Regions from separate parts of the Arabidopsis thaliana genome. Here region 1 is linked to region 2. The links are chromatin contacts, called in public capture Hi-C maps. All regions are on one chromosome and are shown on one strand. The core of a region is the stretch at or near the end of the contact, and the rest is flanking DNA. Distances in the headings are between cores, read along the strand shown.

The links. Capture Hi-C pulls out chosen DNA fragments and counts their contacts.
Region 1: a capture Hi-C map of seedling shows a contact between it and region 2, with 1.7 times the contacts expected there. A contact is called at or near these places in 1 of 26 Hi-C or Micro-C datasets (rosette leaf) and 1 of 3 other capture datasets (seedling).

The regions. Positions count from the first base shown.
Region 1 is chr4:4,970,056-4,974,188 of TAIR10.1, forward strand. AT4G05335 (a long non-coding RNA gene) reads right to left here and starts at 1,852. Exons shown (of 1, transcript NR_141862.1): 1 at 1,469-1,852. It overlaps AT4G05315 (a long non-coding RNA gene), which reads left to right and starts at 1,245. Exons shown (of 1, transcript NR_141861.1): 1 at 1,245-1,671. It also overlaps the pseudogene AT4G08090.
Region 2 is chr4:4,885,281-4,889,006 of TAIR10.1, forward strand. ACS11 (1-aminocyclopropane-1-carboxylate synthase 11) reads left to right here and starts at 1,682. Exons shown (of 4, transcript NM_116873.2): 1 at 1,682-1,972; 2 at 2,082-2,213; 3 at 2,457-2,617; 4 at 2,711-3,726. The coding sequence starts at 1,832. The coding sequence ends at 3,659. It overlaps AT4G08039 (Defensin-like (DEFL) family protein), which reads right to left and starts at 755. Exons shown (of 2, transcript NM_001036515.1): 1 at 693-755. The coding sequence starts at 755.

The DNA of each region.
Region 1 (4,133 bases), core at 602-3,101, 85 kb after region 2:
TTGGCACTTGATACATCTTGAAATTCAGAGGAAACAAGGGTGGAATTGTGAAGAAGCTCCGGTAATCCTCTTTCCTTGGAAGCGGGATCATAATGCCGGTTTTCTTCGAGCTTAGCCTTTTAAAGTGGTGAATAACACCATCGTTTTCCTTACTGGGGAAAGACTTTGGGGACAGGTTGGATTCGCATATGGAAGTTGCAGTAGCTCTATGCGAAATCATGATCCAACACAGTGAGGTAAATGGGGTTGTGGGGTACTTAAGATCAGATAATGGCTTGCGGTAAGGGATTAGATAACATACGATCAGACTTTCGCGGTAAGGGATTAGATAACATACGATCAGACTTTTGCAATGAAACAAAAGAAACAATCGAGCTAATCTATCAACCAGGTTTCGTGAAAAATAATTGCAATCCCAATCTAAATCCATCACTACCATCACATGAAAGCGTCCACTGCTCTCTGTCAATGAGAATGAGTTCAATAAAATTGGCCTTCACATAACATAATTAAGATCAGACCTTGGCCTTAGAAGAGGTGGGCTTAATCCAGCAGAGATCCTCATGGGCTTCAAAAGGTTGGGTAATGGGCTGAAGGGAGAGCATAAATAACTTGGGCTAGGCCCAAAGCGAGAGACTCTTTTTTGAAGCTTTTTCTCTGTTTGTTTTTCTCTTATTGTAATAAAAGGTTTTAGCTTCTGAATTGGTTTTTAGCTCTATCACTTCTCTCCTTTGATGTTGCAGTTTAGATCCTCTTCACAGTCAGTCTTCTCTAGACTGAAAGACCTCAACTTATATCTTCCTGAACTTTATCCAAATTGATATATGATTAAGAACACCACCATCAAACCATGTCCTTGTTGCTTTAACGATTCACAGACCAAACACACTTTAATCCCTTTTCACTTCACCTCTTGTGAAAAATCTTTCACATATTTCTTTTTCACGGTGTCTCTTTCCATCCTCTTATGATTTTGTTTTGTCTAATCAATACGTGCCTTAATTTTCAAACTTTCCACTTGCTCCATACTTTTTCTTCGAAAATCCCTTATTTTCCTTGTTAGTAAAACCTTTTATCAAGCTCATCGAGGGGTAGCTTAGTTAAGTCAATATCTCTATCCTATTACTATGTCGTTTTAATCCTTAGATTGTTTATTTAAACTATGATGTCTCATCATTAGGTTTTTATCTTATGAAATATCAATTAATCAAAATTTTCTAAATCTCTCTATCTCTTCTTCTCCGCCATTAACCGCACATTTCTCTTCTTTCTGGTTAAGTTTATTCTTCGATAGGCTTCAGAACTTATCATCATCATCTTTTTATTTAGTCTCTCTTGTTCTCTGAAAACATTTATCGAAGGATCAATTAAACTTAACAATCATCTTCTTTCTCAATTTCTTCTGATACCTCATCTCTATCTTCTAATTCTCATCTTAATTCTGCTATTTCTTTGATAAGTCTATTTCGTGCTTATCAAGATTCATGTTTTGGATACAGTACTTCATCCACAAATAAAAGGAACGCTGATAAATCTGGTTTTATGGTTCCGAGTCACTAGAGAGGGTCTGGATTTATTGGGACTACTAATAACTTGGAAAGGATTGGTGGGAATGGAACGGTGAGGCTGAATCAAAGGATTTAATTTGTTGGGGGCTTGGAGCTTGGTAACTGATTCTTCAATTTAAGTTTGGGTATAGTGAGTAGACTTCAACTAAAATGCTTTTGCGAAAAGAATTTGGGATTGATTCGCATATTTAATAATGATATGTAAACATTGGAAGTTCGGGACTTAGTAGTGAGATTCCTTCATCATTTAATAATTTTGTGAACTTAGAAGAATTTTGGGCACTTGTTTATTGCCCTTGAGTTAAGGTTTTTTTTTCTAAATTAAGCAAAAATAAGTCACTTAACAAGAGAACATAAATGTGTCTGTAAAAACTTAAGTGCTGATTTGTTAATTTGTGATATATGTTCTTAGAGCAAATCCTACACTATGAGATGCTCTCTAATGATGTTACTTGTTCAGTGTCTAGGTTATCTACTTATCTCATTTAAATATAGGACTGAGCTATAGGTTTTAGATCGTTGGATACATAAAAGAGACTTTTCTGCTTTATCGAAAAACTATTTTGTAAACGCTGATAGAATGTTTTGACTGGTTTTGGTTTTGATTTATTTCTGTTTGTGCTTCTCGCTCTTTACACATGTATTTGATTGTATTCTGATGGTTCTGATCTCTTTAAAATAAGAATCGAGTTCCAAAAGCCTTACTGTGTTTGTTTACCTTATTAATTCTCCTATCTTCGTTTATTAGTGGATTCTTTATACTTTTAACTCACATGATTCTTTACCAACTTGTATGAAAGTGTTGGTAGTGCCACGAACAGGTTTTGCAAGTCTTTGAACTATTAATTTAATTCACTTTTTTTATCAAGGAACTAAGAGTTTTATTGTAATCAGAAACATGATCTGGTTCATCCTCTTATTTGTTTCTAATGATTAGAGCAAAGAACAAAGATTTGGTACTTTAATTGAAAAACTATAAAATTGATTACTCCATTTGGACTTGTTGCCGTCATGGACTTGTTGGGTTACTATCATTTTTGTCATTTATTTGGGCTGGTTGCCGTCATGGGCTTCTAGCAAGTGAAAATTTAATTAACTCAATAGATTAGTAACAATGAATTTTGTAACAAATAACTTGAGATGCCCGCTAAAAGGCTCTCCACGTGTTTTTCATTCTGAAGTTGCCTCGTCTTACCGTGGTCATTTCATTATGCGAAAAAGTCATGGTAAATAATCATTACATTTACCCACATTTCGATTCATTTATCTGATAGCAAATTATTTTAAATTTAAATTAATCTTGGATGCCTCATTAATATGCGTAATAGAGGAAGAGGAAACAAAGGGACGATCATCTTTTTTTTTGTAAACCCTAGTTTGCTTTCACTGGCTACTCTAACTTTTCTCTTCTCTTGTGTCATTTCTCAATATTGCTCTCACCACCGGCGATTTACTCGCCTCTCTCACAAATCCTCCATCTCTAACCTTGTCTTGATCATATTCTTTCCATCTCCGACGCTCTCTCTCGAACTGACCACCGTACCCTCTCAATCCAGTTTAAACGATCTGTCTCTCTCGTCATCACTCCATCTCCGACGTTTTCTCAGCCTTCTACTCCTTCATCTTTAAGGTAAGTGTGAGTTTTCGAAACCCAGATTTTCTTCTTTTCGATTATTAAGTTCTTATTTATTTTTCAAAGATAAATTTTGCATGTGGTTTCTTAATAAGAGGTATTTGTTTTGAAATATAAGATTTTTAATATTTGAATTTTGGAAGAGTTTGAGATCTTTTATAGAAACCTAGTGTACTTAAAAAAAAAACAATTTCTTTAAAAAAATTTCAGTTTAAACAACGATATTTTACCTTACTGTTTTTGTTTCTTTTTTCCCTACTAACTATACTCGTTTTCTCGATGTATCTTGTGCAAGATGATTCCTAACAGTGGTTCCGGCTCTGGAGGTTATGGATCTGATGGTTCTGGCTGTGGTGGATGTGGTAATGGTCGTGAAATTGGTGGACGTGGTAATGGCCGTGGAGATGGTCGCAGTGGTGACAGTGGAGATGGCCACGGTGGTGATCATGGAGATGACCGTGGAATTGGTGGTGGTTACCGTGGAAGAGGAAGAATTCTGGCCGCAGTTATGGGACGTGGCAGTGGCAATAGAAGGGGTAGCCATAGGAAAATCAACATTGACGCCTTGCTATCTCAAGAAGTAAGGACATTGATGCCGCTTCCCCACCCGGATAGACCAGATGGAACTTTGTGGTACGTATGAATGTCTTTCTTGTATATATATGAGATAAGAAAAGTGATTGTGTGCATGGTGTTATTAACTTGAGTAGGACAGAAAATATGATTTGGTTCACCGATTGAATATTCAAAGAACTTGTGAAATTGTATATAATTGTGTTCACTGATTTGGATCAAGATAATAATTGTGTTTTTAGTTTTTATATATATGACATAAGCAAATTGATTGTTTGTTATTTACTTAAGTAGACCAAAAATTGTGAATTGGTATACATTTACTTGAGTAGAGTAGAAAATGTGAGTAAAACAGAACT
Region 2 (3,726 bases), core at 432-2,931:
AAAAAAGTTGACTTATCTAAATGTTAAGGATAATGTGTTCGTGAATGATGGTTTTGATCCTCTATTGTTTTGATCAATGGCGCAAGGAAAGTGTAGGAAAATACCATTAGTTTGTATTCTTATTGAAGTCTAACGAGCATTAATTCCATGCAATCAGTGCACGTTTCACTCCATCTACCAATCTACATTGATGAAACTTTAACTGCTTTTTATGATCTTGTTCTTAAGTATAAGCTTAGTAGATATTTATTTTCTCCTGATCATTCAACATCAAAAATGAAAAGTGTGTCTTATGAGAACAATTTCTTATTTTCTTGAAGAAGTGTCATGATTCGATTTGTGAGTCTCATGCATTATTCAAAAGTTATACAATTTTGCTAGAAAGAGTCATTTTGCATTTTTTTTTTTTTTACATTGATATGATTACCTATGAGGCTATGACCCATTTCTATATCTTTATAATTGATGTTTATTTTAAGTGATTTGAAATGCTCTAACGATGAAATTGGTGATGAAAATGAGAGAATTTAACCCAATTACTGGAGATGATCCATTAAGGTATATTATCTTCCCTTGTGTTTACTTTAGACAACGAAACTATACGTGGGAAAATTTTATGTTAAAAGTTACTATAAAGGTAGTAACAAAACTTATAAGATTTCTTCCCTTTATAGTATATTTGAAAACCTGACTGACTGAGACATTTTTGTTACTATAAAGAGAAGAAAATATACTAGAAAGCTAAAACAAGACATTCCATTTCAACCAAAACTATAATCTCTACTGATTTACCTTATAACTTTTTACCATTCTTTGTCAACTTTAATAGTCATTTTCACTTTTAAGATGGGTTACTTTCCAAAATTTGAAAATCTGACTGAGACGTTTTTGTGTGCTTTACATATACAAAAAAAACTTTAGAGCATAAGAACGACTAGAAAAAAAAAAAAAAAAACTAAAGTGAGTTCCCACAAATAACACAAAAATAGAAGAAGCAATAAAAAAAAAAGAGTTACGTTATAGAAAAGAGTTTTCGTCAATTATTGTTTCCCTGGTGAAAGAGTAAAAAGATGAAAAATCATATTAACAATAATAGAAGATTACGATAAAAGCTTAAGATGGGAGAGACCTCATATGCATAAAGTGTTCCCATGCCATTTCTATCTCTACATGTTAAACCTCATTGCTTTCATCAGCATCTTTCTACCAAACCGATGAAGTATGATTGATATATTGTGTGATTCAAATCTCCAAATTTTGTTTTATTGCATGATTAAAAATATCCCCGACCTTATAATATACGTCTACCTTTTGTTTATGTCCTTGCTGTCCACTATCAAAAATAAAAAGGAACATACAGATAGGATAACAAATACATCGGAAACTCAAAGGAAATGAGAGAATAAATACAAATAAATAATACTTCCAAATTGTAAACTCTAATTTAACAAGGAAAAACATTTTCTAAAAATTATCATACGATTAAAAAATATTATAAGCATTAAATAGAAAAAAAAAGTGTACGTGTGGGTGTGGGTCAGAATAATTAAATAATTTTGTACGTGTGGGTTTTTTAGTCAAAAGAATCAACACCGTCTACTTTCACTATAGCTAATAATGTCGGGACAATGTCTCCTAATAGATCACCTCCCTTAGCTTCCTCTACATTATATATTCACCATTCTTCTTTCTTTGTTCCTCAACAGGGCTCACATTCTCTATCCACCAAAACTTTTCTTCTACTTTTCTATCTATATATCTATTGTTGAGCTACAAAGTGAAAGTACTTTTACTTGCTATATTGATCACCAAGTTATAGCATTTAAAAAAAATGTTGTCAAGCAAAGTTGTTGGCGACTCTCATGGACAAGACTCATCCTACTTCCTTGGATGGCAAGAATACGAGAAGAATCCTTTCCACGAGTCGTTTAACACTAGTGGGATTGTTCAAATGGGTCTTGCTGAAAACCAGGTTTGTATCAATGAATCTACTAACTATTTTAACTCATAGAGAACAAAACTAGTATGTACACAATTTCCAAACTTTTGTTTATCGGTTGTTGTTTCCGTTCTTTTTGCAGCTTTCTTTTGACCTAATAGAGAAATGGCTTGAAGAGCATCCAGAAGTCTTGGGTTTGAAGAAAAATGATGAGTCGGTGTTTAGACAATTAGCTCTGTTCCAAGATTACCATGGCTTGCCAGCTTTCAAGGATGTAAGTAACATATTGGGAGTGTTTAAACAAAGTTTCAGTTTAGTTTAACTTTAACGGAAACAAATAATCGATAGGGTTTTGATATTTCGAATTCAAAAGATCGAAAATTCGCGTGTGGTTATTTTTTTATTTATTATTATTATTCTTTTTGGATTCGGTTTTTCGGATATATAAAAAGAGAGTAAACATTATAGGAGTAGAGTCAAACTATGATACTAAATATTCTATGGTTTTACACAACAGGCCATGGCGAAGTTCATGGGGAAAATCAGAGAGAACAAAGTGAAATTCGATACGAACAAGATGGTTCTTACAGCTGGATCAACCTCGGCTAACGAGACTCTAATGTTCTGTCTTGCTAATCCAGGAGATGCCTTTCTTATCCCTGCACCTTATTATCCAGGGTACGTGTATATTTTTACACTAACGTTTCTGAATATGTTAGTGTTATTTACAAGAGAGACTAAATTTGTTTTTTGTTTTTTGTCATCATGAAGGTTTGATAGAGATCTCAAATGGAGGACAGGAGTAGAGATTGTTCCTATCCATTGCGTAAGCTCAAATGGGTACAAGATAACCGAGGATGCATTAGAAGATGCCTACGAACGAGCTCTCAAACATAACCTAAATGTTAAAGGAGTTCTCATAACCAACCCTTCAAACCCACTTGGAACCTCTACCACCCGTGAAGAGCTTGATCTTCTTCTGACCTTCACATCAACCAAGAAAATCCATATGGTTAGCGATGAGATCTACTCGGGAACGGTTTTCGACTCTCCTGAGTTCACCAGCGTTCTAGAAGTGGCTAAGGACAAGAACATGGGTTTAGATGGTAAAATCCATGTTGTTTACAGCTTGTCCAAAGATCTAGGCCTCCCCGGATTTCGTGTTGGCTTGATTTACTCAAACAATGAGAAAGTGGTGTCAGCCGCGACTAAAATGTCGAGTTTTGGACTCATTTCTTCCCAAACTCAACATTTGCTAGCCAATTTGCTGTCTGATGAAAGATTCACGACCAACTATTTGGAAGAGAACAAGAAGAGGCTGAGAGAGAGAAAGGATAGGCTGGTTTCGGGTCTAAAGGAAGCGGGTATCAGTTGTTTGAAGAGTAACGCAGGTTTGTTCTGTTGGGTTGACTTAAGACACCTCTTGAAATCCAACACTTTTGAGGCCGAGCATTCTTTATGGACAAAGATTGTGTGTGAAGTTGGTCTTAACATCTCTCCAGGCTCATCGTGTCATTGCGATGAACCTGGTTGGTTTAGAGTTTGTTTCGCGAATATGTCGGACCAAACGATGGAGGTTGCTATGGACCGTGTTAAAGGTTTTGTTGACAACAATAATGGTGGTAAACAAAAGAGAACCATGTGGGATACAAGGAGAAGATCTCTTATCAACAAATGGGTCTCCAAGCTTTCCTCTGTTACTTGTGAATCAGAACGTTGATGGATTTTTCTAAGAGTATCTCGTTGATTGCTTTTCATATTATCATTGTTTTAATATGGTTTTGTTT